Regions from separate parts of the Arachis hypogaea genome. Here region 1 is linked to region 2. A link is a contact called in public Hi-C data. All regions are on one chromosome and are shown on one strand. Each heading gives the region's core, a stretch centred on a gene start, on an enhancer-like site or on the middle of the called end of the contact. The rest is flanking DNA. Distances are from core to core; before and after follow the strand shown. Region 1 has its middle 5.0 kb from the start of LOC112714785. Region 2 holds the start of LOC112717211 (protein FAR1-RELATED SEQUENCE 5-like).

Region 1 (3,921 bases), core at 1,037-3,536, 120 kb after region 2:
TATCTCATCACCATCTTCAAAATAGATACTATACTTGATCCTAGATGCCGGGACTCGTAAAGTCTAAAGAAACTAATAAGGAGTCATGACTCTTGCAAATTCTAAGGGGTCTCACCACTGACAATCGTATAGTAAATGGTCAAAATTAGTTTTCGAAAAAGCATTTTTTATAAAATTAATTTTTAAAAAAAATTTTTGATTTAAATTTGTTTTTTAAAAAATTTTAAATTAATTATTTTAATCTTTCTGTCACTTTTATTATTAATAGTATCAAAATTTTTTGAGACAATAAAGAGTGTAGAAAAAAAATTGACCGACAATTTTAAACATAACTCTTGAATTAAAAGAATTCGATAACATAAAAAACAATACAATATTTTAAAATAAATTCAAGCTAGTCAAAAAATTTGGCCAAGACTCACATGCTAACCGTCACACCTGAGCAGGTGTCCGTGCAGGCCAAACTTAATGTAGCGCACGACGTGGATGACGGTATGTTAAGTAATACTACAACACACACCTAATAATTTTATTTGGCGACTAACACGATAAATTTATAAAATTAAATTAAATCAACTCTAAATTGAGTGATTCTAATACCTCAAATTCTCTCCTCAATTAGATTTTAATTTAATCTAATTTCATAAATTTATCATGTCAATTAAAACTTTTATGTGTGTTATAATATCACTCAATGTGCTACATTAATAAATTTTGATACGATCAATATAAAAAATAACAAAAAAAACTATTATAATTAATTTAAAATCTTTAAAAAATAAATTTAATTAATTTTTTTAAAAAAACTAATTTATAAAACGAATAATCTTTCATTACGAATTTCATCATTTATCCAAATATTATACATTCATATGATCCAACTAGCTAATTTAAAATTGGCCATAACACAAGCCTAACATCTTATATTAACTTGATAAAGTCAGAACATTCATATTACTAATGGATCTTTGTATTTATATATATTAAATATAGTAATCTCATCAGATTCTTAGGTTTTAACTTTAGAGATATAATTGAATCAAAATATATCCAAAAAGAGTAGGAGTGGATTGAATTTTCGATATATAGTTGGGTAAGATTTTACCTGTAAAATTAAAGATTTAAATCATAAAATATTTTTTTGAAAGAAGCTATTTCAAATACCAGTTAAATTTTTCCATCGACTTGTATATAACCTTTAATCACCGAAAGGTAATATAAATTATTTTTTATTAAGTAATTAGTTTAATTTGATATATTTAAAAATTTAATTAAAAATATGATGCTGAAGTGCTAGACTACTAAAAATGTTGAATTACTGACTAAAAGTACTAACTAATGTAAATTAAAATTGTTGGTACTTGAAATATTGTTTAGATAAATGTTGTTAAATAAAATTCTTTAATAATAGGTTTACAACTTTTGTATATAGACTATATTGCTGAAGAGATTTATTTTAAATGCTGAATAGTTTTACTAACACTTAATATAATTTAGTAATAACATTAATTGATACTTTTTAAAATGTCACTAAACTTCATTTACGCAAAAGCTAACTATGTATTTATTTATTTATTTATATTGGTTGATACATCTATATATAATTAAATTTATCGTTATAATATCTTATTGATATTCAAATTATGTGATAGTTTAATGTAATAAGCTTCCATCTCCATAAATTATTTTTAAATTAAACATATCTAATAGAAATAACATACATAAATTTTATATTTAAATTTTATTTGTTGGTCAATAGTATAATAAAAAATTAAACTTATAAAACAGGAGATACTACGTAGTATACTAGGTTTCTAGGTGCATATGTAGTACCAATACTAACTGGATTGCAATTTTTATAACAAAAATACAATAATAAATAAAAAATTAATTATTAAATCAGTTATTATATATTTATATATATTATGTTATAAACTTTGAATATATATTTTATACTAAATTATTTTTTTATGTGTATTATTTAACTTTTTTTTTTTTTTGAGGGAGAAGGATAGCGTGGTTGTTTTTCTTAAAGATAGATTTTCTTCATTGGATGAGATACACATACATGGATTGGTCTCCCATTTTTTGTTTGGATTATCATACGAGTCGAATATTGTGCATGCTAGGCTTACCAAGTGTATCAAGAAAAAATGGACTTAGAGGCAAAAAATAAAATGAACCTCTTTAATTATTCAATTATTTCTAATGTTTAAGATAGCCCACAACGAGAGTTAAACTCTAAAATGGCCTCTAAAATTGGCGTTGTGCATTAAAATCGTCTTTGAGATTTTAATTGTACTAATTACGTTCCTAAAATTGATAACAGTGCACCATATTAGTCCATAGCCTATTTTTCATTAACGACGTGATGACATGACTTGATGACGTGAACTGAAAATAACACGTATCACTCCATGATTTGGCCACGTGTAATAATATGATGATGTAGTGTCATTTGGCCACGTATAATAATATGATGATGTAGTGACCAATGACACGTGGCATGCTAATGTGGATGGTTGTGCCACGTGTCACAATGTTATTTGGACATGTGTCCGTTTGTGCCACGTGTCATCCATTATGTCATCATTGTAGATGCACTAAATTAGTCCCTTACTTTGCATTAAGTGACTCAGTTTAGTCCTTGAAATTGAATGTCGTGCACCAAACTAGTCATTTCACTAGTTTTTTTCTCATTTTTTCTATAAATTTAAAATTCTCAATATTTTTGAATGCATTCATTTTAATTCTATTTTTTCACATGCTAATCAAATAAAAGTGCTTTTATAAAAAAAATTTTCTCTTGCGAATACCCTAACCGTCGACTTAGAGTTGACGTGAAGCCGTGAAGGCATTTCAAGCACCTTCACTACCATCTTCGACCTCTTTTAGTGCTTTTATAAAATATTTTTCTCTTGTGGATATTCCTAACCGCCGTTTTAGAGTTGACGTGAAGGCATTTCAAGCTTCCCTCATTACCGTCTTCGACCTCTTTTGTCTAGACTGCAGAGGTCGGAGATGCATGGTAGTGACGGTGATTGAAGTGCCTTCAATCTAACTCATTTACACATAACGAAAACGTCTATTTCATAAGAACAAAAACGATGTTTATTTTAATTATTGATTTCTTGTTAAAGCACATGTTTTTTGATGAAAAAAATGTGTCTAATCAATCATATAATTATTTTTTTATAATAACATACTTATATATTACAAAATTTACTAATATTAAATTATTAAAAAAATTATATAATTTAAACTAAAATCTTAAAACTTTTTATGAAAACACTTGTATTTAAACGATATATGAAAAAATAGAAATGAAATTAGTGCATCCAAGATATTGAAAATTTTAAATTTAAAAAAATGAGAAAAAATTGGTGAAGTGAATAGTTTGATCAAGACATTCAATTTCAGGGACTAAAATGAATCACTTAATGCAAAGTGAGGGACTGATTTGGTGCATCTACAATGATGACATAATGTGTAACACCCTAACTATTAAAAGTCACACTTCCGGCTGCGCCACTCTGATAGCTCGGGTATTACAACGACTCTTAAAATATTTAGTACTAAAATATGAGCCTATTTAAAACTGAAATCGAATATTCAAAACATACATCCATACGTTGCAATATAGATTACAATATTTACAAATATATATATATATATATATATATATATATATATATATATATATATATATACACAAACTTCACATATAAAAACTTCTATCCCTTTTGCAAAAATGGCTAAAAATAAAGGAAAGGGAACAATAATACCTAAGATAATACAAAATAATATCAAATAAACAGAAAATGAATATAACTCTTCTAAAGTTTCGTCGTCCATATCCTGAAAAGGGAAAAACCTGTAGGGGAGTGAGAACATCGTCCTTGAAAGGGTTCTCACTATAGG
Region 2 (3,640 bases), core at 209-2,708:
GAGTTTTTCTATGAAGATCTTATTCTTGTTAAATTGTTCTTGTTTCCATGCATAACTTGTCCTTGTGGTCTACAGTTTCATTAGGTTTAGGTTTGAGATAGCTTTGATGTATTTTGGTAATTGTGATGTCTTTTGATGAGATGTGGCCCAGAACAGCCTTTGATTTGGTTTATATATGGTTGATGGCCTAGAATCTGCTAGTACTATTCAGATTCTGCTAACCATACTCATATTGAAATTTGAATGTAGCTGTATTATGTTCTTGTTTTGTTGTTTTCGGTTGATCTTTGAATGCTATCTTTGACTATACATTCTCAGTTTCTATGTTTATAGGAAAAATTATACACTTACTTTCTATTATACCTATTAAATAATTCTTTGATTAATGATTATTTGAATGTTATGTTTGAAATTTTTTAATGAATGATGATTTGGTTATTGATTTCCTGGTCTTGAATTTGTTAAGTTGATAGTTTCTTAAGTTGGTTGGCTGCTGCTGTTTTAAGTTATTAAATTTTTACGGTTGTTGTAGTTTGCTAATTGCTAGATTTTCTATTCAGGTCTTGTGGTTGTTTATTTGTTAGGGTGTTGTTGTGTGTACCTATTGTTCTCAAATTATTACTTTGGTAATTTGGTACTTTGTTGTCGTCGTGATAATTGAGATTGAGATAGGCTATTATTGGGTTGCTGAGTTGTTGAATGAAGTTCCTCTTTTATTTAAATTGTTCTTGTTTTCATGCATAACTTGTCTGTGTGGTCAAAAGTTTATTATGTCTGGGTTTGAGATAGATTGGATGCATTTTTTGGTAATTGTGATGTCATATAATGAGATCTAGCCCTTAGTAGCATTTGATTTGGTTTATATATGGTTGATGGCATGGAACTTGGTAGAGGTAAAGGCGTGTAATTTTATAGCAGAATTAGTTATTATTTTGAAAACCAACTTCTACAACTTAATAGATGGAGTGCTATGGTAGGATGGGCAAGGCAAACAGTTTGTTTCCAGATGAAAGTGAAAATGAGTTAGGCCTTTCAAACAACGACGTTGTTGACGAGGATGACTTAAGAAAGGTTGAGTTGTTGTCGGATGAAGATGGTCGTGAATATGGAGATGTGACTGGGTTGAGTGCAGATGATATAATGAAAAAGGTGTTTCGAAGTGAAGAGCGTGCATATGAGTTTTATTGTAGGGTAGGAAAATGCAATGGATTTGGGTCCCGTAAGGGAGACTATGCAAAGGATGAAGATGGGACTGTAGTGAGAAGGAGGTTCTTCTGTAATAGGGCTGGCCTAAGGGATGGGAAACACTACAATAGACTAGACAGGAAGAGATGCCATAGGCCTAAGACACGCACGAATTGCCAAGCCTTGATGTTTGTATAACTTGATAAGGGTATCTCGATTTGGAAGGTTCGGAAAGTAATCCTCAAGCATAACCACGAATTGATATCGAGGGGAATGGTTCACATGATCCGAAGTTTTCGGGTGATATCGGGTTCCGCAAAGGCCCATATGGATGGAATGCATGCGTATGGGTTGCCAACGTCTAAGATACTGGGGTACATGGCTGGGATTGTGGGTGGTTATTCTTGTTTGGGTTTTACCAAAAAAGACGCATACAATTATATTGATCGGTCGAAGCGTGCAAAGGTGGTTAATGGATACATGAACGCTGCTATAGTCTACCTAGAAGGCAAGGCAGCTGCTGATCCCATGTCTATGGCCCGGTACAATTTGACTAAAGAAGGTATGTTGACAAACATGTTTTGGACAGATAGTCCTAGTAGGGTTGATTTTCAACACTTTGGAGACGTCGTTGCATTCGATTCGACGTATAAGAAGAACAAGTACAACAGACCCCTTGTCATATTCTCAGGTTCAAACAACCACAAGCAAACAACAATTTTTAGTTTTGGTTTGGTTTTAGATGAGACAATCGGTTCATACAAGTGGATGTTGGAGAACTTGTTAGAACTCATGTGTGGGAAGATGCCCTCTGTTGTCGTGATCGACGGGGATGAATCAATGATTGCTGCAGTTAGAGAAGTGTTGGCTCGGGCAACCCATAGGTTGTGTGCATGGCATCTGCAGAAGAATGTGACCTCGAACACCAATGAGCAGATGTTCCGTGATGTCTTTGCCAAGTGGTTGTATGCCGACATGGAGGTTGAAGAGTTTGAGGGTGAACGGGCACAGGTTGCTGAACAGTATGGGTTACTCAATAAGTATTGGGCGTTACAACTGTATGAAAAGAGGAAGATATGGGTAAATGCGTACTTGCGTCGCAAGTTTTGTGCTGGGTTTCGCACGACGTCTCGGTGTGAGAGTATCAATTCCCATTTTAAAAAATTTCTGTCGTCTAGGCACACTATTTTAGAGCTTGTGCAGAATCTAGAGCTACTAGTACGGGAGTACCAGAACAATGAGCTGGTTACATAGTTCAGTTCAATGTATGGTGTTCCTGTTATGACGACCTGTCTTGATCCGATGGAACAGTTTGCTGCATCGGTGTACAAGAAGGTCATATTCACACAAGTCAAGAAAGAGATTGATTCTATATCGGTCGTTAACTTCGTAAGCAAACGACGGGTCTCAACAACCATGGTGTACACGGTTAAGGAGTATGGATTCTCCGGTCAGAATGTGGTGGCATTGTACGATCCAAAAAGAGGGAGGTTGGTCTCTCGATGTGGATTTTGGGAGAAAGAAGATTTTCCTTGCAGGCATATGTTTTTTGTCATGAAGCACAAGCATGTAAAAAGAATTCCTGAGCAGTTGATTTTGAGACGATGGAGGAAGGATGTGAAGACAGTCAATGAATATGCTGAGAAGACGACACTAGCTCATGAGCGGGGTTTCTTGTTGAGACATGGAGCCCTGCATGCTGCTTCACAGTGGATGTTGTTCGTCGGATCTAAAAATAACGATCTGCACAAGAAATGCATGAGCAGAATCAAGTATATATGTTGTGATCTACAAGCACGCAGCGACAATGACACGATGGATAAGAATTCGAATGCTGCCTGTGATGTTCGAGATCCAACCGTTGTGTGCACAAAAGGGGCACCTAGCACACGGGGACACAAAGGTAGAAAAAGGAAGTGCACGAGATGCAGGAAAATCGAGCACACAAAGAGGAGGTGCACTGAGCCATAAAAAATCCCAACCTCGACAAAATATAAACAGTGTCCCACCAAGAAAACGACACTAAGCAAACTCGAGGTAAACAGTTGTTTGCAATATCATTATTCACTAGTTAAATAGTTTGACCTCATTGCGTCAGCAACATTATATCAATTTTGTTGTGATATAGGTTGTTCTGTCGAACTTTAACCTACACGCTGATCAAGGCAAATGGTTAGAAGAGGGAGACGATTGTCGCAAGGAGCAGGATGCCGGAGCTTATGACGGATGGGACCATGTAATAGGCACAACGTAAAGCCAAACTAGGAACATGGGCGGAGTGGGTAACACCGTCGACTGGAATATAGAGGTAATCAACTTGTGGCTTGGTAATCTCACTTTCGATTGTTACTCGTATTCTGATTTTAAATTTGCATAGAACACGCTTTATGGCAGGGATTGTGTTTGGGAAGTTGTTGATGCTATTTCATGGTGCTGTTTGTATTAGGATTTTATT

The links. Hi-C and Micro-C count contacts between places; a contact is called where the count stands out from the background.
Region 1: a contact with region 2 is called in a Hi-C map of leaf, with 3 times the contacts expected there. The contact joins the enhancer-like site here to the promoter of LOC112717211 in region 2. A contact is called at or near these places in 2 of 8 Hi-C or Micro-C datasets (both in leaf).

What each region holds. Positions count from the first base shown.
Region 1 is chr10:4,752,640-4,756,560 of arahy.Tifrunner.gnm2.J5K5, forward strand. No RefSeq gene overlaps it. Among protein-coding and RNA genes, the nearest start is that of LOC112714785, 5.0 kb to the right of the region's middle. Within about 2 kb of position 2,287, at least 1 of the 3 cell types and tissues checked has open chromatin away from gene starts, as enhancers often do.
Region 2 is chr10:4,637,519-4,641,158 of arahy.Tifrunner.gnm2.J5K5, forward strand. It overlaps LOC112717211 (protein FAR1-RELATED SEQUENCE 5-like), which reads left to right and starts at 1,459. Exons shown (of 1, transcript XM_025769305.1): 1 at 1,459-2,439. The coding sequence starts at 1,459. The coding sequence ends at 2,439. It overlaps LOC140175545, which reads left to right and starts at 961. Exons shown (of 1, transcript XM_072204050.1): 1 at 961-1,383. The coding sequence starts at 961. The coding sequence ends at 1,383.